7 separate regions of the Mus musculus genome follow, and regions 2, 3, 4, 5, 6 and 7 are each linked to region 1. A link is a contact called in public ChIA-PET, HiChIP or PLAC-seq, Micro-C and promoter capture Hi-C data. All regions are on one chromosome and are shown on one strand. The core of a region is the stretch at or near the end of the contact, and the rest is flanking DNA. Distances in the headings are between cores, read along the strand shown.

The links. Promoter capture Hi-C pulls out the DNA fragments that hold promoters and counts their contacts. A called contact is a pair of places that touch in the nucleus more often than the background predicts. ChIA-PET counts read pairs in DNA pulled down with a chosen protein or histone mark. HiChIP or PLAC-seq counts read pairs in DNA pulled down with a chosen protein or histone mark. Capture Hi-C pulls out chosen DNA fragments and counts their contacts.
Region 2: an H3K27ac HiChIP or PLAC-seq map of embryonic stem cells shows a contact between it and region 1, with 5 times the contacts expected there. The contact joins the promoter of Cebpzos here to the promoter of Atl2 in region 1. A contact is called at or near these places in 4 of 39 promoter capture datasets (embryonic stem cells, hematopoietic stem and progenitor cells, hippocampal neurons and 1 more), 1 of 484 Hi-C or Micro-C datasets (CD4 T cells), 6 of 115 datasets of contacts at active chromatin or transcription factors (astrocytes, embryonic stem cells, large pre-B cells and 2 more) and 4 of 9 other capture datasets (adipose tissue, embryonic stem cells, liver and 1 more).
Region 3: a contact with region 1 is called in a promoter capture Hi-C map of liver, with 4 times the contacts expected there. The contact joins the promoter of Cebpz here to the promoter of Atl2 in region 1. A contact is called at or near these places in 15 of 39 promoter capture datasets (the C10 cell line, the HPC-7 cell line, HPC-7-derived erythroid cells and 10 more), 3 of 484 Hi-C or Micro-C datasets (B cells, CD4 T cells and bone marrow-derived macrophages), 8 of 115 datasets of contacts at active chromatin or transcription factors (the 230-238 cell line, astrocytes, bone marrow-derived macrophages and 4 more) and 2 of 9 other capture datasets (adipose tissue and liver).
Region 4: a contact with region 1 is called in a promoter capture Hi-C map of liver, with 4 times the contacts expected there. The contact joins the enhancer-like site here to the promoter of Atl2 in region 1. A contact is called at or near these places in 12 of 39 promoter capture datasets (the 3T3-L1 cell line, the HPC-7 cell line, HPC-7-derived erythroid cells and 7 more), 6 of 115 datasets of contacts at active chromatin or transcription factors (the NIH/3T3 cell line, bone marrow-derived macrophages, embryonic stem cells and 3 more) and 4 of 9 other capture datasets (adipose tissue, embryonic stem cells, liver and 1 more).
Region 5: a Micro-C map of embryonic stem cells shows a contact between it and region 1, with 4 times the contacts expected there. The contact joins the promoter of Qpct here to the promoter of Atl2 in region 1. A contact is called at or near these places in 1 of 39 promoter capture datasets (stem cell-derived epiblast-like cells), 1 of 484 Hi-C or Micro-C datasets (embryonic stem cells), 3 of 115 datasets of contacts at active chromatin or transcription factors (all in embryonic stem cells) and 2 of 9 other capture datasets (embryonic stem cells and macrophages).
Region 6: a promoter capture Hi-C map of liver shows a contact between it and region 1, with 2.5 times the contacts expected there. The contact joins the enhancer-like site here to the promoter of Atl2 in region 1. A contact is called at or near these places in 3 of 39 promoter capture datasets (hippocampal neurons and liver), 3 of 115 datasets of contacts at active chromatin or transcription factors (all in embryonic stem cells) and 2 of 9 other capture datasets (embryonic stem cells and macrophages).
Region 7: an RNA polymerase II ChIA-PET map of memory CD8 T cells shows a contact between it and region 1, with 7 read pairs. The contact joins the enhancer-like site here to the promoter of Atl2 in region 1. A contact is called at or near these places in 7 of 39 promoter capture datasets (the 3T3-L1 cell line, the HPC-7 cell line, embryonic stem cells and 4 more) and 1 of 115 datasets of contacts at active chromatin or transcription factors (memory CD8 T cells).

What each region holds. Positions count from the first base shown.
Region 1 is chr17:79,894,241-79,898,025 of GRCm38.p6, forward strand. Atl2 (atlastin GTPase 2) reads right to left here and starts at 1,883. Exons shown (of 13, transcript NM_019717.3): 1 at 1,669-1,883. The coding sequence starts at 1,786. It also overlaps a transcript of Gm41625 not described here.
Region 2 is chr17:78,914,885-78,918,669 of GRCm38.p6, forward strand. It overlaps Cebpzos (CCAAT/enhancer binding protein (C/EBP), zeta, opposite strand), which reads left to right and starts at 1,615. Exons shown (of 5, transcript NM_001177403.1): 1 at 1,615-1,809; 2 at 3,473-3,588. The coding sequence starts at 3,474.
Region 3 is chr17:78,935,186-78,938,970 of GRCm38.p6, forward strand. It overlaps Cebpz (CCAAT/enhancer binding protein zeta), which reads right to left and starts at 1,885. Exons shown (of 16, transcript NM_001024806.2): 1 at 1,690-1,885; 2 at 1-882. The coding sequence starts at 1,845. It overlaps Ndufaf7 (NADH:ubiquinone oxidoreductase complex assembly factor 7), which reads left to right and starts at 1,950. Exons shown (of 10, transcript NM_028611.3): 1 at 1,950-2,016; 2 at 2,306-2,469; 3 at 3,356-3,436. The coding sequence starts at 1,980.
Region 4 is chr17:78,998,004-79,001,788 of GRCm38.p6, forward strand. The region is part of intron 2 of Prkd3 (protein kinase D3); the gene reads right to left. It overlaps Gm41622 (a long non-coding RNA gene), which reads left to right. Exons shown (of 6, transcript XR_003952325.1): 6 at 3,263-3,615. Among named protein-coding and RNA genes, the nearest start is that of Gm41622, 16 kb to the left of the region's middle. Within about 2 kb of position 2,073, at least 18 of the 459 cell types and tissues checked have an H3K27ac peak or open chromatin away from gene starts, as enhancers often do. A contact at or near this core is called in liver, where this site is marked.
Region 5 is chr17:79,049,925-79,053,709 of GRCm38.p6, forward strand. It overlaps Qpct (glutaminyl-peptide cyclotransferase (glutaminyl cyclase)), which reads left to right and starts at 1,982. Exons shown (of 7, transcript NM_027455.3): 1 at 1,982-2,464. The coding sequence starts at 2,342.
Region 6 is chr17:79,067,124-79,070,908 of GRCm38.p6, forward strand. Qpct (glutaminyl-peptide cyclotransferase (glutaminyl cyclase)) reads left to right here. Exons shown (of 7, transcript NM_027455.3): 3 at 3,550-3,785. Among named protein-coding and RNA genes, the nearest start is that of Qpct, 17 kb to the left of the region's middle. Within about 2 kb of position 2,133, at least 78 of the 459 cell types and tissues checked have an H3K27ac peak or open chromatin away from gene starts, as enhancers often do. A contact at or near this core is called in liver, where this site is marked.
Region 7 is chr17:79,091,556-79,095,340 of GRCm38.p6, forward strand. No RefSeq gene overlaps it. Among named protein-coding and RNA genes, the nearest start is that of Qpct, 42 kb to the left of the region's middle. Within about 2 kb of position 1,931, at least 29 of the 459 cell types and tissues checked have an H3K27ac peak or open chromatin away from gene starts, as enhancers often do. A contact at or near this core is called in memory CD8 T cells, where this site is marked.

The DNA of each region.
Region 1 (3,785 bases), core at 633-3,132:
TTCAGGGATCTCTTTCCTCTCTCTTATCTAGGGGGTGGAAAGTGTGGCAGAAAGGGGTGGAGAAGGGTGGAAGAAAGAAACCACAAAGTAGCCAAAGGCGATAGTCCCAAGACACTCTCTCATCTCTTCTCAGTGTCCAATAGCATAAAACATGCTCTTACCCATGACTGAATCAAACTTATGCTTTTCCTATTGCATACATCAAGTATGTTGACACTACATCTCAAACTGTTCTCACACACACACACACACACACACACACACACGGATTCCAAAACAAATCAGCCACCTAAGGTTTTTAAAAAGCCTCTCTGGAAGTATTTCCAAGGGCAGAGGGCTACCACTGTAAACAGTTCTGACAAGAGTTTGTAGTTGACAGGTTAACAAACCTCATTTCTTTTTCTCGTTCGAAAATTCTAAGTTATCCTCACCTCTGACATATGTCCAAGAGCTACCATAAATGGTGAAATGTAAATTAAAGTTTTCTATAAAGTGTCTGTGGTAAATATTTAATCAAAATGTTTTAAATTTTATCCAGTAAAGCCTTTATCAGATTGTGGAAAAGGAAATACAAAAGCGATCTCATACCCGGTGTGTTTACTCTACGCTTATCTTGACCTCAGGTATCTAACCCTAAGCCCTTACGATTTCTAAGCCTTTGAAAAACTTTTCCGCCTTTAACCATCGCAACTCTCAATAAGGACTTCGTGCGTTCAATTCGCACCACGGTGAAAGATCAAATGCTACACTCCTAAAAATAGGGGTGCTGTGAGTGAGAGCAACACACAACACCGCGCTGCCAACGCAACTGCGTCTTCGACGGGGTAGGGGCGCCATGTACACACACATACAGTAGGAGCTCACATTCAGCAAAACCCAGGAACGACGGGATCAGGTGACTTCAAACCAGACACTCTCAGCCTGAAGCGAATGACTCGCAGCCCCAGGGCTCCTAACCCCAGTCTGACAACCGGAGCCAACACTTGCAACCCTGGCCAATCCACGCACAACTCGTGCGAATGGGTTCGGCGGAGCCAAGAGCTGGTGAAGCTGAAGCTGAGCCCGGGCCCCAGCCCTGGCCTGCGGACTGCGGCTCCCATCGGGAAGGAAGGGTGTGTGAGTGTGTGTGGTGTGTGTGTGGAGAGAGCTCTGCGACCTGGCAGCCAGGTGCCAGCGGTTCCCGCGTCCACCGCCACCGCGGGGCCCAGCGCGTCCCGCTCGTCCCTCCCTTCCCGGCCCGCGTCAGGCACCCAGGGCAGTGAGTGCCCGCCGGGTGACCGATCCCGTACCGCCCGCCGACCTCCGCGCGTCCCGGCCCCGTGGCCCCGGCTCAAGGCCGCCCCCTTGGGTCGGGGCGGACACCGCGGCGGCCACGCGGCGGCGGCGGGCAGGGGGCCGGGCTGCCCGTTCCCCCGGCAGCTGGGAGAGCCGAGGCCCGCGGGCCGCCCTCTCAGGCCGCGCGGCGGAGCGTGGGGCGCGGCTGCCGCTAGGCCCTGCGAGCGAGCGAACGAGCGTGCGAGCGAACGGGCGGCCGCGGCGGCCAGAGCCGAGCCGAGCCCAGCCAGCCGCGGTCTTCGACCCCAGCGGGCGACCGGTGCCCGCCAGCCCGAACGGCCGCAGCCTCCCCGACTCCCGGCCCCCCGTGGCCTCGGCCCCTCCGGCCCGTACCTAGGGAGGTCGTAGACGAGACGTGGTTAACTCCGACGCTCGAGTCGCTGGTCTGTCGCCGGCGCCTCAGCCCCTGCTGCGGCTGCTGCCTTCGCGCTGCCTCGTCCCCCTCCGCCATCTTGTACCGATTTAAAATTAACTCCCCACTGACGTCAAACGCCGCCGCCGCTTTATCAACCTCCCGGGAGCCGGCGGGGCGGCCTGCGGGTCCTAGCGCCGCCCTCTGACTTGCGCGGCCCAGACACGCCCAGCCACGCCCATCAGCGCCCTCGCTCCTCCTCCGCCCGGGCCAACCTGCCGCGGAGCTCCGCAGCTCTCAGACTTCTAAGGAAGAGTTGGGGAACCCCCACTGCGGCCGGCGCCATCCCGTCCCTACCTTCCCGCTCTCGGGGCCACACCCCCTTGCCGCAGGGCGGAGAAGGCATCTCCAGTCCCTCCTTTCCCAATTCTCTTCGCATCTCTAACGTTGACTCTGCACGTGAGGTTACATTCGCATCCTTTCCCTCCTAGCTTTCTTACCCCCAGCCCTCTTCCCTGCGAAGCCAGTGCCTGGCTTCTCCTGATATCTTGGCCCTACACAGAAAGGTTTTCTCTTTCCACCACTATCCTACAATTTGTTTGCATTGGCTCCCCATCGCCTTCTGAGGCTACTTTACCCTCTCAACTATGCATATCTGAAACCCAAAAAAATACCGCTCTGATCAGAGAAGGAATTCTAATACATCCTCTCCTAACTGTGATGAACCTTCTTCTGGGGATCCACTGGCATCATGTAGAAAGTTCGAGAAACTTTATAACAGATACGTCAACCTGTGGAGGCAGCTGTGGAACACAGTTCTTAGTCTCATGAATTTGTACCACAACCATGGCTGCAGGAGAAAATCCTTTTCTCTTGAAAAAGTGGGAGCCCAGGTGTCCAAATGATTGTCTTACCCCAACCTCTTAAGCCTATACTTTGCAACCTTTAATTCCACAAAACCTCTAGAAAAAAACCGTTAGTGTCATCAAACTTTGGAGGGCATCATTCCAGATGGGCTTTGGTTGAACTGTCTGGGGATTAAGTCACCTGTTCTCTATCTTTGGAGACACAGATTGTGAGTTCCTTCTGCACTAACTCTGTGTGCTGCTCCCATGTTTCCTGAGCAACCTAGTAAGGGACTTGCTTGATAGTAGGTGTGCTTGCTTGCTTGCTTTTCTTTTCTTTCCTTTCCTTTTCTTTTCTTTTCTTTTCTTTTCTTTTCTTTTTTCTTCTCTTTTTGTTTGGTGGTGGTGGTTTTTCAAGACATAGTTTCTCTGTATAAACCTCTGTATAAGCCTTGGCTATCCTGGAACCCATTTTACAGACAAGGCTGGCCTCAAATTCACAGAGCTTGCCTACCCCTGCCTCTTGAGCGCTGGGATTAAAGGCATGGACCCCCACGCCTGACCTTAGATTTTCTTTCATAATCTCTCTCTGTGATAACTATTGGAGATTGTACACTCCGCGGTGTGCAGGTGCTTGGGCATGAAAGAAGATGTCAAGATGAGGATTTTTGCCTTCAAAGACCAAAATCCCATTTATTGTCAGTGGTTACATGACACTGAGCACACCCTATCAGATATCCTGGGAAAGTTAGTCATTCCCAAAGCTGTGCTGCTGGCCAACTGGTCTTCAGAGGGGGTTCTACTCGCAGACACTGGCATCTCATCAGCTCTGCTACAGCACCCCAGATAGAGCCACACCTCCTGGATCCAGTGAATATAGAGAAACCTAACTCAGGTCGTCACAGAATGAACACTGACCCACGGTCAAATCCAAGTTTAAAAAGCCACCTTCATTATAGTTACCTCTCTTCTATTCAAACCAAAGAGACACATTCCAGACTTCTTTCTCCTCTTTCCACCCAACAAATCTTCTATTGTCATTGTGACTGCTGGATCTCTCCCTAACTCACTTCCTCTCCAGCACCACCCTAGCCTGTATCTTCATTCAACCTCCTATCTCCCCCACTCCCCTGTAACAAAGTATTTCCCTTCTCCTGTAGACTCTTCACCCAGCCGAAGGTTTGAGTTTTGTTTTGTTTTGTTTTTTTTAACATACAAATAGGATCATAGGGTTGCTCTGCTCAGGGTAAAGG
Region 2 (3,785 bases), core at 365-2,864, 980 kb before region 1:
TTGCGCCATATAAGTTCCTTGATTTAGTTGTGTCTTCTAAGGACACTAAATACATCATTTTTGGATGACATTGCATTTGTCAAAAAGACCACTAATAAAAATGGCTAGTTGAGCCATGTCTTTGTCATTGCGTTATTGCTCTTAAGAGACACCACAACCAAGGCAATTCATAAAGAAAAAGGACTTAATTGAGAGCTGACCTACAGTTTCAGAGGTAATTTACTGTCTACTTGGTGGAGCTGGAGAAGTCGCTGAGAGCTCTACAGTCTGATCCATAGGCAAAGAGAAAGACTGGGTCTGGTGTGGACTTTTGAAACCTCAAATCACACCCCCAGTGACACACTTCCTTCAACAAGGCCACACCTTGCACCTTGTTGAATCCTTATAATCTTTTTGACACTTGTACTCCCTGGTGTAACTTTAATTTTTCCAAATCCCATTTAAAAAAAAATATTTATTATTATATGTAAGTACACTGTAGCTGTCTTCAGATGCACCAGAAGAGGGCGTCAGATCTCATTATGGTTTTGAGCCACCATGTGGTTGCTGGGATTTGAACTCAGGACCTTCAGAAGAGCAGTCGGTGCTCTTAACCACTGAGCCATCTCTCCAGCCCTCAAATTCCATTTTTAATGATGGTTTTTAAACACTTTAACCTTCCTTGTAACCCACCACTCACCAGAGGTAGTGGGAAAGAAAGGATACGGGGGGGGGGGGGGAAGTGGAACTGTTTAGAAAGGTTCTTTGGAGCAACTCCCTTCTGTGTTGTCTGGAAATCAGTTCAGTTCACAGGTTAGCAGGCAGCGGTAGTTGGATCCACTGGCAAACACCTCATGGATACAGTTCTGTAGAGTCAGGTTAGCAACAGCAGTGACATGTCCAGATGTTCGAATCAACAGTCGGAACCAACAGGAACAGGGAATCGAAGATGCAAGATCCATAAGTGTTGCACAGTTAGCTGTACCAGTGAGCCAAGTCAAGCCAAGCCAAGCTAAGCTAAGCCAAGCCAAGCCACTCCCCCTCCCCCAATTTCCATTATGTTTACCTTGAACGTTTTGTTGGGCAGCATTCATAGCTTCCTGTGTTTGCTTGTTTGAGACAGGGTTTCTCCGTGCAGCCCTGGCTGTGGATCTCTGAGGACAGACTGCATTTTAATAAAAGTGGATATAGTCTGACATTCCAGGCTTTGTCATGCACGTGGTCCCTCTTTAGGCATTCCTATGCCCCATCTCCTATCTTTCCTTCCCTTAGGTCAGCCCTCTTCTTGACTATTGGGCAGCACCTAGGCACAGCGCTTCTCACCTTTAATGTGTAAAGGAATTGTCTAGGAACCTGGCTAAAGGGCAAATCCCAATTTAGGGTCCCACTTTTCTGGCCACTCTCTGGCGATGGGTTGTTCCCGTTCTGATACATTTTGGGTTTAGAGTGGGAGAGACGATCCATGTGCAGAGTTTGGAGATGGTGTCCTGGGTTCAAATGTGAATTCTTTTACTTGGGTGTGACCGCGGGCAGGATAACCTTGCCTAAACGATACCAGCTTCCCACAGCTAGTTAGGTCAGGTTCCTCTGTGGGGCGTGGCTAAAGCTGGGGGCGTGGCGCTAAGACCGTGCGCTTGCGCAGTCGGGTTGCGGAGGCCTCAGGTAAGGACCGGGCAGTGTTTCTTGTCCTCTGTTCCCCAATGTGTGGCGCGTGGGGTCTGTGACATTCTTGGGTGTGGGGAACACTCGAGCGAGCCCGCCCCGCAGGCGCAGGAGCGCGAGCGTTTCCGGGTCGCCGAGCCGCGACGCATGCTGGGACCAGGACCCCGGGTAAGGCTGGGTGCTCGCTGTTGGATCCTTGCAGGGCAGCAGCCCCCGGTCGCAGCGCCGCCTTTCCTCCCTCGGGCCTACACTGGAGCACACGCAGGGTTGCTTCTCCTGCGCTGCAGCCCCAGGCGCTCCTGTGCAACAAGGCTCCGTGGTCTTTGGTCTCCCTGAGCCATCTTGTCTGGACAGTGTGTCTCTGGTGACAAACGTGCTTTATTATTAAGTAGACAAGTCCCGAAGCGCAGGGCTTTGGAATGTGGCACGTCCATCAGTTTTTAAGAAATTAAGTGTTTTATTAATATCATTATTTGGACTGTTTGATATCTTAGCATCACTCTCTTCCAATCAAAAAAGATTTCGCTCAGATCCCGTAAGTTGTGGAACAGGATGCAGGCAGGTGTGCCCTGTCCTCGCCCTGAAACCTTAAAACCGCCCTTGAGAACTTAGAACTGAGCGGGACCGTCAGTGATTTAGCAGAGTACTGGGAAATCGAGGAACACAGCTGTCCCTTCTGCCTCCTCCCCAGTTTTTTATTTGCTTCGTTTTAAAAATGAGAATAATACAGTTTTTTTTTTTTCTGGTCCCTGAGTAATTCCCATTACTAAAGTGAAAAACGAACGTTGGAGGAGGGACACATGGTAACAGAGTCCAAGGCGAATCCTGATAGTGTTTAATTATTTTCATGCTTAGATACCATGAAAGGGACGTAAAAGCAGGGGAAAGGACTGGCTGATCCTGAACATTAAAGAACAGCCTGTCTCAGCATTGAGCAGTGGGAAAATATCAGAATATTAGATCAAAAGCTTAGTAGTTTGGGGTTATAGGGAGTTAGTTATAAAGCCTGAGCTACCTTTTGCATATTTAGCAAGACAAAACCTTATTTACTGGATAACGGTTCTTCAAAGACACCTTCTTTTGACTGTTGGAAACTGAGCCTACTACTCATGCTAATAGCTTGCATGCTCCCGTTCTCGGTTTGTCTCTGCGTACAGGGGGGAAGACTTCAGTTACTCGAAGCTTTGCCATGGACTGGGTCACCACCAGTCAACTTCTCCCCCATGGGCCAGGGCTTTGTATAAAACCTGGAGTGACTTCACGGGGGGGGGGGGGATTACTGGGGTGCCTGCCACCCTAGTCTTGCTGAATCAGGATCTGGGGACTGGGAAGTGGTCTGAAGGCTTAGGAACGCACGCTGCTTTGGGGATGGTGCATTGAAGTGTTCCAACACTGAGACTGCCTTAGAGCCAAGACTGGTTTGCTACCGTCTGGTTTCATATCCGTCTAGGAAAGGCATGAACTGTGGTGCAACTTAACAAAAGTACCTTCCTCTTGCAGGGCAGTCTCCAAAAGGGCCTTCCAATGCTGTTCCTATTATTAGACTGTATTATAATTCCTAGGTCAGCTAAAAAGTTTCTCTCTAACAGACACTAAAAAGCCTTAGTTCCTCCAGTTTTGCTTTGTAAAGAGCTCTATACCTTCTCAGAATTTCTGTGGTTTATCACACTCCTTAGGCATGGAGATCGGAAACTGCATGTAGGAATGTCTAAACGAAACACATACTACCCTTGAGGTTCATACAAGCACTGAGACTGGGGGTGGAGGTTTTTCTTTATAGATGTGGCAACAGAAATCTAAACATGCTCATCCATCCATGTTGTTAATGTAGGATGGCTCGGATCATGGAACCGCTGGCGAGGAAGATCTTTAAAGGAGTGCTAGCAGCTGAGCTTGTGGGTGTCGCTGGAGCTTACTGTCTGTTTAAAAAGATGCACTCCAGCCAAGGTAAACTCAGCTCAGCAATTGTTTTCTAGCAGGGGATGCACTCAATGTTGGTGACATTTCTGGGCAAAAATGTTTCTTGAGACTGAAGGTATCGGACGTTTTTATGGGCAGGAGGGGAGCGAGGCTGTTATTGTACCTGCAGACTAGGAGTGTCTGGGTTTTACCTGGGAAGGGTAGAACAGACGTCCCTATTCTGG
Region 3 (3,785 bases), core at 635-3,134, 960 kb before region 1:
GAATTCTGCTACCAAGTGTTTCAATTGGTGTTCATAATACCACAGTATCAGTCTTCTATCTCTCGAGTCCTTGTTGCCACTGGACAACTCTTCCAGTTTGTGGAAAGGATGCTGGCTGAAAACCCGGAGCTTCCGACTGTCTGGCAGAAGGTCTGTGATGAGCAACTCCTTGAACGTGTCCAACGCCATGAGGCACTGCTGCTTGCTGCCCTTCTTTTTCACAAGGCTCATCAGGGTTTCTACAAACTGCAGAGTGTGGACAGCATCATCCTGGATTAGAAGGATCATGGCCGCCATCCTGTCAGCTAGTGTCCCTGATGACACGATGGCCTTCATCCAGGTGGAAGAGCCTCCCTTTTGATTGTTTGTCTTACTCTTGAATAAGCTGACTTCGTGCTCATACAGCTTCTGGGCCAGGGCTTTGTACTTGGACACGACATCTGGAGGCTGCAGCTCCAAGGAATACTCACCGCTGTACTCCATGTCGTACCACTTGCCTCCAGGCCTGAGTAACATTGTTTGTCTCTCTAGAAATTCAAACACATCGGGTTGTTTATCTTTCTTTGCTTTGGAGACGGGACAGCTCTCAGGACGCTGTTCTGGTACAGTCTTATTTTTCACCTTCTTTTCCGATGTCTTTTTTCCTTCTGTTGCTTTTTGTTTTTTATTCTCCACCTTCAGTAGTTTTGCTTCTTTTTTGCTGGTGTTTTCCTTTTTCTCTGGTTCATCTTCTTCAATCAAAGACTTTGAGTATTTGGCCAAATTCAGATTCTGAATAAATGACTCCAGTTCACCTTGTTGAAGGTCGTCAATGGTTCCCTTTTTGCCCCCATCCACCACTTCCTCATTTTCATCCAAAGTAGCCAGCATAAGGTAATCTTGCTGTAGAAACACATTAAAAAAAAAAAAAAAAGGCCGTATTACAAACCCAGAAATTCAGTAAGAACTTCATTTTTAAAAACCATCACATATGAATTATTACACTATTATCTGGCAAACTCACAGATATCCAACAGGAAAATGTGCCAAAGATAGGTACACAATAGGGAAAAGGCTTTTGAAGAACCTTCTTCAAGATATGAAAAGATTCTCAAGCTGACAGTCACAAAATCCAGTGAAAATCGCAATGATCTAGGCACTCGTAATGCATCAGGTGAGCAAGGTTAAAGGTTTATCTGAGTGGGCAGGGGATGGCTCAGTGGGTCAAGTCTATGCCAAGGAGCCTGGTGATTTAGGTCCGATCCTCGGAAGTCACATAAAAGAGAGAATCGATTCCAAAGTTGTCCTCTGACTTCCACACGAGTGTACCAACAAACATACAACACTCCTTCCAATAATAGAAAGTACTTTATGAGGTAGTGTAGGGAGGAAGAGGCACTTTCATAAAAGGCTAATGTAAACTGGCAGGTTCTTTTAGCGACTTCAATCCAACCTTTTAACCTAGCAGATGTAGATTACACATACGGTCGTGTTCAAAACATTTGCCCACGTGGTTAGAATCCGATCGCCTACATTTTAACGAGGCATAAACCCAGGAGAAAACATGCAAGCCGAACTGTTTTTTTTCCCACTGAAGCGCGGTAACAGTAAATGCGTGGGAAGCTCTCAGAGCAGGTCGGAGGCTGGGCTGCGGGTCCCACCTTCCCGGCAGCCGTGAGCATCCCCTTCCCCAGAGCCTGCGGCCCTTACCTTTGTGCCTCCGAGGCGTAACACCTCCTCCAGGGAGAAGCCATTCTTGCCCTCATCGCCATCCTCCTCGTCTTCCTCATCCGGATCTTCTGTCACCTGTTTGGGACGCCAGGGCTGCTTGGCAAGGAACGCCACAGGTTCCTGGTCGGCCGACATGGCGGGCTGGACACGCGAGTGCAGCCCGGAGCTTACTTCCGCTTTACGGTGACGCACTTCCTATTGCGAGGGCGATTCAGGAAATACCGTTTAAACCCCGCCTCCGGGGCGGAGCCTGGCCTCGGGGTGTAGGAATGAATGCTTTGGTGAGACGCTGCGTGGCCCGCGCGGGTGAGAGTCCCCTTGCAGGATCCTGTTTCCATGGAAACCGTATGGCGCGGCTCCTTGGTCCCTCCGTTGCTCACCTGGGGCTGGAGCAGGAAGCTGGTCCACAGAGAGGCTTAGCTGTGTGGAGGGGCTTGTAGTCATGGGTTCGGTGCATGCCTTGCCTCCATCGGGTCCTGACGTTGGGGCGAAGTTAGTGATGAACGAGGCATCCTTACAAGCTTTAGGCTGCTTGCTGCGCGTGTAAATGAAATGGAGATATCTAATGCGGGCGGTGCTTAATCGTGCTTTTCAGGCCTTCCCTGTATTTGGAGAGGGAAATGCTACAGCTCCGGGAATGAGCCGGCAGAAAGCAACCAGGTGACACCGATGCTGCGGCATCTTATGTACAAAATAAAGTCTACAGGTCCCATCACTGTGGCCGAGTACATGAAGGAGGTTTTGACTAACCCAGCCAAGGTAAACGTAGGGGGAGCGTGAACCACCCAGTGTGTGTACACAGAGGAGCCCGAAGGCCTCTAGAGCCATCAGGTGTTGAGCCACCGCCGAAGTCCTTGGAATATAGTCTTATCTGTCATTTGCGTTAAAGGGCAGTGCCAAAAAAGAGGTCATGACAAATTCCTGCGGAGTTTAGGTGACAGAATGTAATTTAATTTTCCTGAGTTAAAGGAATGCTGATTTTCTAACCGGGGTTGTGGATTTCTGCTGTTTGTATAAGGGAAACGCTGTATGTATGAGGTTGACCTTGAACTTGCAGCATCTTCTTATTTACCCTCCTGAGTGCTGGGATTCTAGGTGGTCTTCACCTGCCTGGCTAAAAGAAAGCTTTGAGTCTTTCTTGAAGGTTAAGCATTATGGTAAAACTTGGGATATGAAGTTAAGACAAAGTCTTCTCCCCAGATAATTAAGCCTTGTAAGAAACGTAATTGTTGTCTTATTTAAAAAAAAAAAAAAGCACTGGATTTAGTTTTGGGTTGGGAGTCTTTGGAGAGAGAAGTCAGTGAAGACACTGTTTGAATAGACTGAATGGATGCCAGGGAGAACTAAAATGAGAAGAAAGTGAGACTTTGCATTGGTATGGAAGAGTGGGAGAGGGCAAGGAGTAGAGAGATGATCTTGTCTGCAGCCCTTCTACTTGAGTAATTGCTGTTTGGTGAGTTTTGCAAAATGACTACTACTATGTAAAATTTAGGTAAAGACTCTGTCCTTATCTTGGTTACTTCAGAAGAGAGAACTTTCTTGGTAAATACTTACTTCACTGTAAGCATTCCATAAAATTTTGGTGGAGCACTTTTGAAAGCTTTATTTGAAAATTAATCTTTTCCATTTCTCCTCTTTTACTCAGGGATATTATGTGCATCAGGATATGCTAGGAGAAAAAGGAGACTTTATTACTTCACCTGAAATAAGCCAAATCTTCGGGGAGGTAATAACCAACATGTAGACCTTAAAAGAAATGTTATAGATACTGAGGGCAGAGCAAGCGATGCTCATGTGTAATAGTGTTTTATGGTGTGTGTGTGTGTGAGTCATCAAATATTTAAAACTTAGAACACTTGAAAAACTCAGATTTCACTATAGAAAAAGAAGAGGAATCCGGGCAGTGGTAGCACATGCCTTTAATCCCAGCACTTGGGAGGCAGAGGCAGGCAGATTTCTGAGTTCAAGGCCAGCCTGGTCTACAAAGTGAGTTCCAGGACAGCCAGGGCTACACAGAAAAACCCTGTCTCGAAAAACCAAAAAAAGAAAAAAAAAAAAAAGAAAGAAAAGAAAAA
Region 4 (3,785 bases), core at 823-3,322, 900 kb before region 1:
CTAAGAAATATTTGGATATTTGTTTATTGTGGCTAGATAATGTCTGACTTCATAGAGCTTAAAGACATATGACAGGTACATCCAAGCTTAAGAGCAATTGCAATCAGCAATGAACATTAAAATGCAGGGTATCTAGGCTGCCAGTACTTAAGAAAAGGGAAGATGGTCCAAGTAGTGGGGCTATGAGCACAAAGTCCTAATCAATGAGCCAGTATGTGTCTGAAGCTTAGGAATGCTGACCACACATATGCCTTGGGAGTCATCACTGTATTTTCTAAGTAATAATGGCTTACAGAAGCAATCACATATTTCTGTCACCTGCTTCCTTGCTAGTAACCACAGATGTTTGTCTAGCTAACTGCTAGGAGTGAGGGGGAGAAGAGGTCACCATGAACTTCTTGAGTAACTGGGCAAGCTTACATAAAATTTATAGTGCTACTAGGAATCACAGTCACAAAAATTTATTTATTTGACCACGAAAGAGAAAGAAGAGTTTGTGTGTGTGTTTAAATGACTCGTTTCTGCTTACTTGCTGACTGCCAAAGATGTTAACAGCATTTTGCTTTACCCACGCTACAAGCCACTGGAGAACAATAGCATGGCATTCCCCACACCTGAGGTCTATTTCTCCAGGTAGAGGACTGCAGAGGATGGTGGGACAGCACAAAAACGAAGGTTAAAACAGGCTCTCCTAATTCTCCACAAGACAGTGATCCTTAATCTGACATTTGCTCATCTTTTATGTAACATGATTGGGGGAGGGAAAAAGCCTTCCATTTTGGGAGTCTACACAGGATCTAGCACTGTGACTAACACAGTAAGAGCAGCACAAAGATTCATCCAACTGAAGCAGTGAATAGTAGATAATGGAAATCTAAGCAACTAACAACAGCATCATTCTATCTAGCTCTTTATAGACTGCCAAACAGAAAGCAGTCACTAGCTTTTATTTTCCATCTAGATTCAACTATCTTATTAACCTAGAAATAACTGTTGTTGAAGTTTTGAATTACACAAATATAAAAAGCATCCCTTCTCTGGGGAATAGGAAATGAGATGTCAACCTCATATAAAAATACACAATTTAAGTATTTCAAAGCATTTCCTATTATCATTTACCTGTCTGAGTGTATTGATTTGCATTAGACTAGAGGTTCTGAAGACTGGCTGAGTTAAATCTGTATTATTCAGGTAGGCATTCTAGGCTTTGAGAAGAATTAACAATTCACAGTAGATGTTAAATAAAGTAACTTTAGGCAGAAACATACATAAAATAATGTTATTTCCTGGCTGACAAAAGCATTGTGAAGAAAAGCATATAGAAACCTACCCTACACTTCCCCTAGCACATCAGGACTGCATCTGCTAATTCGTTGTTTGTAGTAACTTTGTGCAGCCTTACTATGTGAATAATGAGAACTGAAAGTATGTAGAAACAAAATATGCGACAATAATAGCACAGATAAAAAGGATAGAAATACAAAGTTCTGACGTACACACTGCATTATACACAAGATATTCTAGGCTAACTTAAAAATGTTTGTAGTATCTCAACTAAAATTTAAAAAAAAATTCAGATGTCTGTAAAATACCAGATAATATTTCAGGTCTAGAGGGCCATATGGTATCTGCTGTACTAACCTCTGCTACAGACCTTATGTAAATGAATGTAATGCTGTGTTTCAACAGAACTAGAGAAGTAGGTGGCGGGCCAGTGTGATGGTTAGATTTTAATTGTTAACTAGATAAAATCTACATTCACCCGGGAAAGGAGTCTCAATAAGGGACTATCTAGATTAGCTGGTTATGGGGGGTTATCTTGATTAAACTGAGGTGGCAAGGCCAGAGCACACACAGTGTGTGGAAGCATTCCCTGGGCAGGGCATCCTGGGTTGAGTAATGGTGGAGAAAATGAGCTGGGCACTGCAGGCAGTGTTAACTCACTGCTTTCTGTCTTGACTGCGGTGGTAACGTAGCCAGACGCTGCAAGTTTCTACTGCCTTGACTCTCCCACAATGATGGACTGTCACCTGGATTGTGAGGCAATACACCCTTCCTCCACAAGTCAAGGTGTTTCATCAAAACAACAGGAAATGAAACTAAGATAGCCAGATTTGGTCAAAGGATGTAGATGGCTGACCCTTGCACTAGGGCAAATGCTAAAAGGAACTTTTAGAAACTACTAAACCAAACCAGATAAAACAACCACCACCAAAACAGGGGAGGAGAGAAAATGGAAATAACTAAAAGAAGGCAGAAGAGGCCCCGAGAACAGAAGGAACACATATTAAAAGAACAGCCACTTCTGTCATACGGATGCTTCTTGACTGATAAGGCACATCAGAGCACACTTCTAGTAGCCTGGGAATAATAAATTGAGAATGTATTTAATTCACCTAGCCCAGCAAACACATAGTTTAACAACTGAGTACACTCTAGGAAACTAGTTGTTACCAGTACAGGCCTTTAGGCTGGCTAGTAGCTGTCGGCACTCAGTCTTGTGAAAGTGTTATACTGTACCATGAACTTTCAAAATTTGAAGTATAATTTCTACTGTATACGCACTGCCCTTTTTTTATGAAGTAGAGAAGTCCTAAGCAAAATCTTTGTAAGTAGGAGAAATCTATATATTTAATGAATCTATATTGAAAATTGTATTAAACATGAGTGATCTTAACACAAGTAGTTGACTGAATAAACTTGAAACATACAATCAACTATGAAACCTACATGAAATTATAAATGAAGATAGAAGTATACAATGAATGTGTGTATATATATATATATATATATACACACACACACACACACACACACACGTCATGAGAAAAGACATCACAATGAAAACACTAATAAAAAGTTGTTTTAATACCAAAACTTCAGAACAAGATATAATTACCTCAAATAAAGAAAAATATATTGAAAACTGAGTAAATATACCAAAAGCTTTTGCTTAAAATTCTAAAATGTGAGTTAGATTGATGGCTCAGCAGTAATGAGTACTTGCTACTCTTTCAGAGGACCTGAGTGTGATTGCCAGAACCTATGTCAGGCATCTCTCAACCACTCCAGCTCCAGCAATGCCACTGTCCTCTCCTGACCTGACGGTACCTACACACGCACTGTCGCATACACTCACAGAGATAGGTACTCATATATAAAAATAAACCAACAAATAAAAAATCAGAGATGTATGTACAAAAGTAATGTTATAACATTTCTTTCATACAATGCATTTCGATCATGTTTTTCCCCCTCCCAGATTCTCCCCATCTTCCTCTCCACCCAGAGGCCCATCTGCTTGCTGGAACTGTTGGGAAGGATTTGGAAGTATGGTCTTATTGGAGAAGGTGTATCACAGGGTGGCTTTGATGCTTCAAATTCCTCCTGCTACCCCCACTGCACTCCCTGCTCCTTCCTGTTTGTGGATCTGGATATGAGCTCTCAGCTGCTGCTCCAGGGCCACAGTGGCCATGCTCCTGCCACAGAGATGATGGACTCCTATCCCTTTGGAACTCCAAGACCCAAATACACCCCTCCTCCTGTAAGCTGTCTTGATTGTGATATTTCAATAAGAACTAAGACAACATGTAACATTTACAAAGTAGTCTATGGAGAATTATATATTATAAAATAAACAAACTGAAATTATGTGCTGTCTCTCTGTGTGTGTGTGTGTGTGTGTGTGTGTGTGTGTGTGTGTGTGTGTGTGTGTATGTGTGTGTGTGCATCTCTACATGAACATGGAACATGACTGGCCAGTGAGTCCCTGGGACCCGTCTGTT
Region 5 (3,785 bases), core at 732-3,231, 840 kb before region 1:
AGGGAAGGTACCCAGATATCTGGTGTTCGAACTGGCCTCCTGGCAGAAGTTGTGTTCCACTCGCTAGAGGTCTTAGGATCCCGTGTGGAATCCTGTGTGGGCCCTTGCTGGTGTCGGGCGCCTCCCCTGGCAAGGTACCCCGGGGCTCGAGTGGAGCGGAAGGGACTTGTGCCCCAGGTTAGGTCCGGGTAGTCTGCTTCCCTAATTACCACAGTCTCAGGTTCCGCGTGATTGGATTGGGGCAGGCGCTGTGTTCCACTCACCAGAGGTCTTAGGATCCCATGGGGAATCCTGTGTGAGGCCCAGATAATATTTAAACTGCCACTCAAACCCCAGACCTGAATAGTTATAGCAAAGAGATACTTTCATTCTGTTTTCCCTTGCAGCTCCAGACGGGGGCAGGACAGTGTGTGTGTTTCCAGCTCTTATTAAAACACCTAGTAGCCAAGCCTAGGAAGGGGTGTGTGTGTGTCTGTGTGTGTGTCTCTGTGTGCCTCTGTGTGTGTGTGTGTGTGTGTGTGTGTGTGTTTGTGTTTCTGAAAGATTTCAAAACCCTTAACTTTGGTCTTTAGAAAATAATTCTGTGTGTCTTTGTCTTTGTTCTGATTTTTCTAGGAATTCCGTGTAGCTGGGAGCTGACTTGGGGCAGAAGAAACTCATATCCTCACTGTGGAAGAAGAAACCACTTTCACAATTTAGGCCAGAAACCTATGAACTAAATATACCCTTTCCCCGGTTTTTCTTTTCTGCAGTGCTGAGAATTGAAACCGAGGTTTAAAGTACCCTACCACTGAACTACCCTGTCAGCTCTGATTGCCCCCCACCCCCCACTTCTCCTGCAGTCCTGAGGACTATACACATGTGCTTTACATGAGACCCAGATCTAGTCAGCTTATTTGCTTGTTTTTATTTGTAAGATGGGATTATCTAGATAATAATGATTTATGATGCAAAAAAAAACCCCACAAAACTCCAAAAACCAAAAAACCTAGCCCCTAGGGTTGCCTGCAGGAGATGGTTTTTAGTATTACCCTCTCCATATCATAATCCAAGGACATGCACTGTATCCCTTATATAGAAATGCCATAAATTTACATATAAAATGAACATCTTCCCATAGACTTTAAATCATTCCTAATTTGCTTATAATGTTTGATGACATGCAATAAGTATTACATTCTTTAAAGAATATGGTGTGTGGGTGTGGATGTTCGTGTACAGCACTGATACAAACCCCGTTGCTTTTGATTTGTGGTTGGTTGACTGCCCAGTGAAAAGGCTGGTGGAAGAAGAGGACTCCCTAAAATTTTACTTGGGCTTTTCCTTTTAGAGACAGTCATAAGAAATAATTACTTTTGGGACAACTGTAATATTTTAAATCTCACATATTTCAGTAATTATTTCAACCTTACCTGTCAGTTTGGGCATACAGTGGGCTGTCTCTTAAAGGAAAGATAACTATTTTCGAGAAAAGGGACACAAGATAAAAATGGTAGCTTCTAGAGTGGCGGTTCTCAACCTGCGGATCTAACAACCCTCTCGCAGGGGTCACAGATCAGATAGATAGCCTGCATATCAGATAGTCACATTACAATTCATAGCAGTAGTAAAAACTGCAATTATGAAGTAGCAACGAAAATAATTGTATGGTTGAGGATCACCACAACATGAGGAATTGTATTAAAGGGTCTGAGCATTAGGGAGGCTGAGAACCACTGTTCTAGAGCGAACACTTTTCCCAGAACCTTCCAGTCCAGCGCCCCCTTCCTCTAGGTCTCAGACCACCTAGAACCTGGGACGGTGCCTTGTACAGAGCATTGCACAAATATTGATTTTGTCTGAGTGTCATGGTGAATAGGTGCAGAAAACCACTTATAGCCCCCAGGGCCTGGTAAACTCTTTTCGTATCTATGGACTACAGGAAGGCTTTTCCTTGTCCTTCCTTCCTTCCTTCCTTCCTTCCTTCCTTCCTTCCTTCCTTCCTTCCTTCCTTCCTTCCTTCCTTCCTTCCTTCCTTCCTTCTTTCCTCCCTCTCTCTCCCTCCCTCCCTCCCTTCCTTTTTTCCCTCCATCCTTTCTAAAATAAGGAAGTGTTTTCTTTGTCCCTTGGATTCCAAAGCTCCTGTCACCCAGGGAAGCTCAGTCCCCTGGCTTCCAGGCTTCTGGGAGAGGACTGCTGGTTTGTGCTTGCGCTGCACAGCGGGAGGCCACAGGAGGCGACTGGGAGGCAGACACAATCAATCCAGGGGTGGAGAAGGGAGAAGGCAGGGCGACCGGCGCGCGTTCCCGGGCTCGTGACCGCTGGCGGCCCCGGGAATCCACGCCCACACACTCTTGCAGAGATGGCAGGCAGCGAAGACAAGCTCGTCGTGGGCACTCTCCACCTGCTGCTACTGCAGGCGACCGTCCTGTCTCTGACAGCTGGGAATCTGAGTCTGGTCTCCGCTGCCTGGACGCAGGAGAAGGTGAGGGGCCACTGCTGCGTTCTGAACTTGAGTGGCGTTGGAGGGTGCCAGGACCTGGGACTCGGCCACCTTCTCTTGGACTAGCGGGAGGCGGGTCAGGGATGCTGTCCCCCTGCTCAGGCACCAAGTCCTCACCCAACTCCTGGGAACCAGTGCTCTCTCTCCCAAGTCTGGGCGCCAGGGCTGGTCTCGGGGCTGCGCTAGTGTCGCCTGGGGGCTGAGTGATGTCACCCGCCTCCCTTTGGCTGCGCTCTGATGGGGGGTGGTGGTGCTGCTGATAGGCACAGGAAGTATGTCTCGCTGGCTGTGCAAGAACAGGGACATGGGGGCGCCACTGCCCAATCGCGACCCGCGAGCTCCGCGCTCCCCGCGCTTGCTCCTGGATGCCTAGACCGCGCGTCTAGGGGTGTCCCCATGGATGCCCAACTACAGCATTCAAGGATGCTACATGGGGATTGAGTTTCCTGGTGGACTCAGCGCCAGCATATTGTTAAATATTTAAAAGAGACGCACGCTGTTTTCAGATAAATGAATTCAGTTGTGGAAATCTCATTTAAGGAATTCAGAATAAAAATGATTTGCCAAGTCGCTTTGTGTGAAGAAAATAGATTCACAATTACTTCCTTTTCTTGTGCAACAGTTTTGAAATCATGAAATTGCTACGAGCTGTGCAAACGATGACGGTTTGGGAATAAAATGGCATGTCTTTAAAGAAACTAGGAAAAGCATCAGTCTAGGGATAGAACCTTGCGCGCGACATTACTAAACAAGTACTTTAAGTGCTTTTAGCGTTTCTGCACGTCCAACATGCTCATTCCCAGCTAGTTTCATGCACTAGTGTATGAATGGCCCACTTCAGGTGAGCTCAAGCATAGCCAACTTCTTTTCAGGACTCACAACAGATCCCCATTTACACGGGGAGTCTGGAGTGGGTGTGGGAAGTCAACACCGTACAACTTCAGTCTCTCCAGAATGAGTCAAACGGCTTCCCCCAGAGGCTGGGAAGTACTTCTCAAGCCGTTGAGTAGAATCCTCTCCTGCACTGCTTTGGGGTACCTGGGAGGTCAAGCACCGAGAAGGGACTTTAAAACCAGAGTGTCGCACAAGGCCAAATGTGTCTTTAAAACGTATTTTAATGGATGAGAAATATTGTCAGGGGCTGAGCTCCACTCGGGGTCTGTCTGTGGGCAGGTGTAGCAGCCAGGGTTGTTTCTAGGTGGGAGAACATCCTGTGATTCTTTTTCTTTAAGAGAAAATTTCCTTTTTATTGATTCGTCTCTCATATATTAATCCCTACTGCAATTTCCCCTCCCTCTGCTCC
Region 6 (3,785 bases), core at 883-3,382, 830 kb before region 1:
CTGACCCTATCCCGGTGAGAATATGGCTAACACAACATGGACGTGCTTTTTCCTCTTTTTGATAAGAATAAATAAATTATAAAATAAATAATACGAAAGAAATTTTACCTAAGAGATTCAGTCTTATTATTTTTAATAAGAAAATTGCTATCACTAATCTAGAATGATGTCCCTTAAGTTGTGGAAGAGAAAAGGCTCCTTCATTTGAAAATGAAAAAGAGACAATTATTATGAGGGGACCATACTCAGGGTTTTACATCGATGTAAAACTCAAGTAGGATCACAGCCTTTCATTCAGAGCCAAATTTAAGCAGCCCCAATAACAAAAATTGTTCCCCTTAGGCCTCTTGGGAACTAGGTCAGGTACTCTGTAGTTCACAGAGACACGCAGTCATGACTTAAGAAGACTTTTGGCTCTGGAATCCTGAGGACTTGATCCAAAGTCAAGTTGTAGGTTGACTTTGCAGTCACAGGGTAGATGCATATCTCTATGAGTGCTTTTGGAGAGAAAGTATTTTTGGACAGATGTGTCTTAAAATTTACACTTATGACCCTTGAGCAACAAAGCCCAAAGTGACTATTGAATTTAAATTTTGATCTAAAGAAATAACTTATTTATTAAAAAAATATATTGAAGGCATTCACTTGTGGGCATTTCAGTGATTTCCAGTGTAGACATAGAAAGTAAACTGAGTCACAAGGATGGCAAATTTTCATGAGGGACAGTCAAGATCCTTTTCTAGGAGAGACAAGCTAGAGAAATCAGGGATGCACAGAGTGTGGAAAGTCAAAACTGAATTTCTGTGAAAGGTATGTAGGTATTGTTATTGTTGGTGTACAGTTACCAATGGAGAACCCTGTGTGGAGTATGGTCAGCTTGGATCCCCAGAGCCTTGTGTAGAGATAGTCTAGAAAAGAGTTAACTGGAAAAAGTGGCAGGGCCAGGACCCTCACAACAGTGCATTTGCAGATTTAGTTGCACACACTGGAGAGTCTACTTCCCCAGAGCAATCCTGATCTGCGGCTGACAGCACCATTTCTCAGATACCCAAAATTAGAATTTACGCATAACCCCATCACACCTAGGACCAAGTACTAACGTTACCCCAGAATAGCTTCCTCTACTGCCTCACCCAGAATCAGAATGCCAAATGGTAGTCTCTCTAGCCTGACCCCTCATCACGCCTGGAGGCCCAACCTTTGATCCCTCGGAGTCAAGCGTGAACTGCTGCTTAGACTTTAGGAATATTGTGATAAAAAGCAGTGGTTTGGGAAATCTCCTTCAGAGCCTTCTGGTGGAGACATGGAGCCTAAATAAATCTGAAAGCTCAAGACACCACTGAGTACTGGTGTCCTAATTTCATCCTGGTTACTAAGATAAATGAAAATATTTATTTTGTATACAAAAAGGTTACTTCAGAGACAGCTGTTTGGGGCTCTTGGTGATATCTTTCGTGGAAGTCAGTATACATAGGAATGTTAGGAGTCATTGCCCAGGGTGGGGGAATTGAGTTGAGGAATGAGGTTCTGGGTGAAACTTCTGCACAATGCTAGCAGATAACCTTCAACAGATCCTTTAAAATCTCAGTGCATCTCCCTGGCTACCATCGGTGGTAAGAAGCCATTTTATGGAGCAGTTTATCATCTGGACTCCAGATGTGCTGGAGTTAAACAAAGTCTAGGGATAACTCATTTTTTTATCTTCTTTAGAAAACCTCGTCGTAGATGCACAGCGATCTCCCTCGATAGTGAAACAATGAACGATCTGTGTCATGTGATTTTATGTATCCTCATCACATTAACTCCCATTTTCTGCTACAGTCAATTCAAGTTCCCTGCGGTAGAACACTGTGAACAAAAGCACAGTATAGGACTTGTGGGGAATAACAAAATAAGGGAGCTGGTTGTGGAAAGGCTCTAAGCGTTTCTTTTGATGAATAGAAAAAGAGCATGTCTGTAGAGTAGCAGCTGTAAAGCAAGGTAAGGGATGCAGAGCGCTGTCTGGGTTAAAGTCTACCAGCCACACACAACAAAGGGATCTGTCTATTTGGCTTTCTCAGGGTCGATGGTGTGCCGCAGAGCCTCCACCCACTCTGTGTAAGTTTCCCCTCTCCTTGGAAGCCTCCTGCTGGAATTTGTGCAAAGCTCTCTGGGCCTGTGTGTCATGTTACATCAGCAGGCTGTAGGCCACACAAGACTTGGCCAGAATAGAAAATCCTGTATTTCTTTGGGAGGAACAAAACCCTCCCATTTGTTTCCAGCTATTGTGAGTTATTTGCTCATTTATCTCAAGGTCCCTCCTGTCTAGATGTTAATGGTGGGACAAACTGTCAGTGATTCTAATGGCTCATTTGTGATCTGAGGTTTAGGAATGTGTTTTAATAAGGCACCTTACAAAGATGGAAACAACACTGGAGGGAAACAAAGAAATGGAGTGAGGAACAAGTCCAAGGAAAAATAAGGACAGGAAAAAAAGAGCAGAGTGAGACAGTGTCAAGCTCATTCCAAACTTCTCAGGTCACACATTTTACATCCCTAAGGAAGACACTGTCAGTCTCTGTCATGGTGGGCCTTTCTTCCCGATTCCTGCTACTGTCCCCATGCTGCCTAGAAGGTCCAATGTGTCCATGAGGCAGTGCTGAGAGATTTCTCTGAGCTTCAGATCTGGACCTACCTTGGATACAAAATGAAAGCTGGGATGAGAGTTGCTTATTGATTCTTACTGTGGGTAGGGTCTGACCGTATACCCATCTATCCGTTGCTATGGGGACTTTCCCTACAGCCCTCAGTAGGTGGGTGCTCATATGTTTCCCCTACTACTCTGGAAGCATTTCAGGGCTTGGAGAGCATTCTGTGCACTTGGCACACGTGCACATACGCCCACAGCTGCCATTTGTGATTCTTCGAAAGCTTGGAGTGGAGGTTTACAGATCTGCTATGCTTACTTTCTCAAAGAGAGCACCCCGGCTTGTTACAAATGTTAGAAGTAGTCTTTAGGGGCGCTGAGCTGAACTTGCTCCCTGAGCTGTAGATGTGCCCATGACAGATTGTTAAGTAAAGTAGGCTGCTTTCCCTGCAAAAGAACACACTCCTCTTTCAAATATACGCGCTTGTATGCTGGTGAGGTTTGCACAATCAAAGAGAAGTCTGTAGAAAGATCCCCATCAGGTTGCTAGTGTTGGTAAATATTGACAACTGAACGGGATGAATAAGTAGGCGAAAGGTTAGGACTGGGGGAGACTAGTCTCTCCTTTCAACGAGAAGCTGCTACTAACTAAAAATAACAACTAGTAGTAACGTTATTACTATCAGTAAACATGCAAGGCATGTCTGCCGTTAATCCTAGTGCTTGGAATGAGGAGGAAGGAGGATTACCATAAATTCTGTGCTAGCCTGGGGCCTGATCATGCCGCCATTTTTCAGTCCAGCCTGGCCTGAATGTTGTTCCAACAGCAGCAAAAGAAGGCATCACATTCGAGATGTAGAGACACAGCTAACCAATGAAAACCATTTTTTGTTTGTTTGTTTGTTTATTTGTTTTTTGCTCAGCACATCATGCAACGAATTCAGAGACTTCAGGCTGAGTGGGTCGTGGAAGTTGACACCTTCCTGAGTAGGACTCCCTATGGCTATCGGTCCTTCTCAAATATCATCAGCACTCTTAACCCGGAAGCGAAACGACACCTGGTCCTCGCCTGCCACTACGACTCCAAATATTTTCCTCGATGGGACAGCAGAGTGTTTGTGGGAGCCACGGATTCAGCTGTGCCATGTGCAATGATGTT
Region 7 (3,785 bases), core at 681-3,180, 800 kb before region 1:
GCAAGTACTCTGTCAGCTGAGCTACCTCCCTATCGGGAACAAATATTTACTGAGTGATGATTCTGTGCGACAGAAAATGCTAGATGTACTTCACATGTGTTCACCAACGCAATCCTCATGTCACCTCAAGAGATAGGTGGTATCATTACCGTTATTTTATGGTGCATAGAATAGTTAAGTATATTCTTCAAAATCATGGAACCAGTATATGGCCACAGTGGAATATGAACCCAGACGTTTAGAATCTGACCTTAAAGCTCACACACATTCTGTGGTCTAGAACTTTCCACAATATTGTTCATGTTAGATAAAGTGACAGCTGCATGTTGAACATTTCACAGGGCATTCTCTCAGCCTGGGTCACATTTCCCAAACCCTTTGTGGCTAAGACTCACTTCACAGTGTTAGCCATCAAAGGCATGTCATCTCTGCAGATTTATTTCCCTGCCACACCTAAGGCTATTTTTGCATCAGCCTGAGCACAAACTGATATCAACTCTAGTGGCTCCAGGACTGGGAAATCTAAGCCACAAAGCAGGATTAAAGGAAGCAGAGTTTTCCAGATTAATTTTTTAAAAAAGAAATATGACAGAAAAATAGTTAAAAGGAGTTTGTGGAAGATAACATTTTTTTTTAACATCAGAAAATAAATCGTTGCGTTGATGGTTCGTGGTTTAAGCAATAACAGGCAGCAGGAAAATAAGTCTCACCAGGAATCTGAATGATAGCTGGCATTGCTGTGTGCAGAATTATAAACTGAAGTGATTAAGCTCCTTTTAAGGCAGAGTGAAATTAATAGGAGATCTACTATAATCTGTTGAGTTGGCATTCATGGAATTATTTTAGAGGGGGTTGGAGGATATGTTGAAATGGGATACGGGAGAGCAAACACTTAAGCAGCTTAACGCAGCGAAGGCTTGCTTCCTTGCTTTGAACTGTTTTACTTCACCAAGAGTCTATGTGAATCTAAGAGGAGCAATCATGAGGTCATAAAGAGAGACACTTGGGGCAGGGATATGTTTTGTGTCATCCATGCCAGTCAGAAACGTTACTTTTTGAGAAACACAGCTGTCACGGAAGTGCTACATACACACTATCCTGGGTTTGGAATTTTAAAATGTGCATTTCGGAACATTTTACAACCCTTAGCGGAACAATTTGTATGTTTTGCCTACGAGTGTTATATATATGGCTATTTTTCTGCTTCAAGAGAAGTGAGTTCAAAGGAAAATATCCATAAAAGTGTATTCATAACTTTGGTATCTAAAAAAAAAAAAACCACGAGCCTGTTATTGTAGCTTGAGGGCTGTTGCTGGTGGAGAAAAGACAGATCCTTACAGTGGAGAAATGTTTTAGACAGAAACCAGTTGCCAGAAGAACAAAGCAGACCATGTTTGCAGCCTGGGCTCCAGCTCCTTAAACAGTGTATTTTGTGAAGCTTCTTTCAGGCATCAAAGAAACGCATTGATCACGGTGCTCCAGCAGAAATCATGTGAAAAGCTGATCATTTGCCCCACCAAACCAACTGGAAATTCATTTACTTAAAGGGGCTATGGACAGGGTTCTTGATTCTTTCATCCTTTAATATGAGAATTGGTTATATTCTGCTCTGATGAAGAGAACATCTGAGTCCCTTTGGACGATCTAAACCTGGGGAATGAAGGTACAGAGATCACGGGAATCAAGGGAAAATGAGGGAAACCATTCAGTAACTTAAAGCCAAGGTGATGTGGGCTGTTACATGCATTTTCTATCCACAAAGGCATGGGTATTCTTCACACTCAGGCTGCCTGTCTATGTGAGGTTTCAAAGATGAAGGTAAGAAAATTGAGGTTTCTCTCAGTTTCGGGGTTACTGTCTATATAGCCTGAAACTCTAAGAGTAGTTTTGAAGTGGTTTAACTTATTTCCGTCTTAAGCTTTACTGCTCTGACACCCACGGTTTATCTTTCAGCCTTCAGAAAGTAAAATGATTGTTCTGCTGCATGAAGCAGAAGCCATGGTATAAAGTCACTGTCACAGGGAGGAGAGATGTTGGTTAGCTAATTGTGTAGAAGGGTGGTAGCAGATACTCCTCAAATCCTCTTACCCATGAAAACTTGCTCTAGAATTCTGGCAATACATCTAACAGCAATAATTTGTGACAGTTTTGAAACAGGCTGGATGAAAGGACTGCCTGTCGTGGCTGAATCCCTCAGCCTCAATTTGGTTGGCATGCTCACGCAATGTGAAGTCACTGGATTGTGCTCATATTTCAAAGGCAACACATGGAACATGGCCCAACTTCCTGATATATACAAATTTGCCAGTGGAGAGTTTAGACTATTTGAGAATCAATATTAAGATCACATACTTGCCAAGAAGAGAAAGCAAAGTAGCTTAAAGCAAAACCTAGCCCCTTCCCCCCCCAAAAAAACCTCAACGTTACAAACACTATGCAAGTAGCAAAAGTAAAATTTAAAACTGATAAAATATGAACAACATCACTTATAAGTAACCCAGGAAATGCTTCTGCCTCTCACCCACTTAACACTGCTGGCACAAAAGGTCCTTGGCACGCATGGATTTAATAGTTGTGGGTTTGGCTAAGCAAGACTGACATGTTGTGATTTATGTTACTGGACCAATCGATGTAGAGATGGCGACTGAGGGAGCTGACTCCCAGCCATCGATTTTACTGCTGTTCCTATGATGCCTGCAGGAGCATTTGGGCTCCTTTCCTTGTTAAAAATCTATCTCACATCTATCTCCCAAACTAGATGATCTTGCTAGAGACAAGAAGTGTAGAACAATGATAGATGCATGCATTAGGTATGTAACTCATCTTCATCTTCTACTGATAGAAGGACTAATGGTATTAAACTCACCGAGAAGAATCTCAGTTTTATTTCTTTTTAGTGAGACTAATTATATAAAACAAAGGTAGTTAAGCATCTAACGAACTCTTTTAAGGATGCTAATGAAAGCAACTTGTTGTCATCCTTTTTGATAGGCTTACTTATGATGTTGTTGTTATTATTCTCCTTTTCTAAATACATAGAAATTAGAGCATTCTCTGTCAATGCTATGATTGAATTTTAAGGACTTGAATTTATCGATATATGACAGAGCTACTTTTAGGTTGGTTATAAAAGCATCAGAAAAAGCTTCCAGAGTGTTTTCATCTTGAGAAAGAAGCACTTGGGTAGGGAATCTCTCTCTCTCTCTCTCTCTCTCTCTCTCTCTCTCTCTCTCTCCCTCTCTCTCTCTTTCTCTCTCTCTCTCCCCCCCTCTCTCTTCCTTTTCTTTCTCCCTCTCTTCCTCTCCCCCCTTTCTGTATGTGTTGGAACATGAAGGTATTTGACTATATAGGACAATTTGCACAAGAAGGAATTTTTCTATCTCTATGCATCATCTCATGACATCATCAATAAGGAAAGTTGACTAGTTTTCAACATTCTAATTTTAGAGGTTTAAAAATGTAGGACTCTGAAGAGTGTACCCAGAAAGGTGAACTTCCCTGCCACCAGAAGTCAACAGTGATGGAGGAGACATTGTCCAGACACCATTTCTAGTCTGGTAGACTAGAAAGCTGAAGACTGAGGTCAGTCAGCTCAGGAGGGAAAGATTTGTTGACTATGAGAGTTTTAGTCCAGAAGTTCTGTTCAAATTCCTAGTTCATTCAGTATTTTGTCTCTTAACTTCAAAAACACCTATTTTGATAGCATCCCTCAGATGTTCATAAATATTATCAAGCTGATGTAGAGTAACCTGGGTCATCCATCAAGGTCATTGTCAGACCATGGC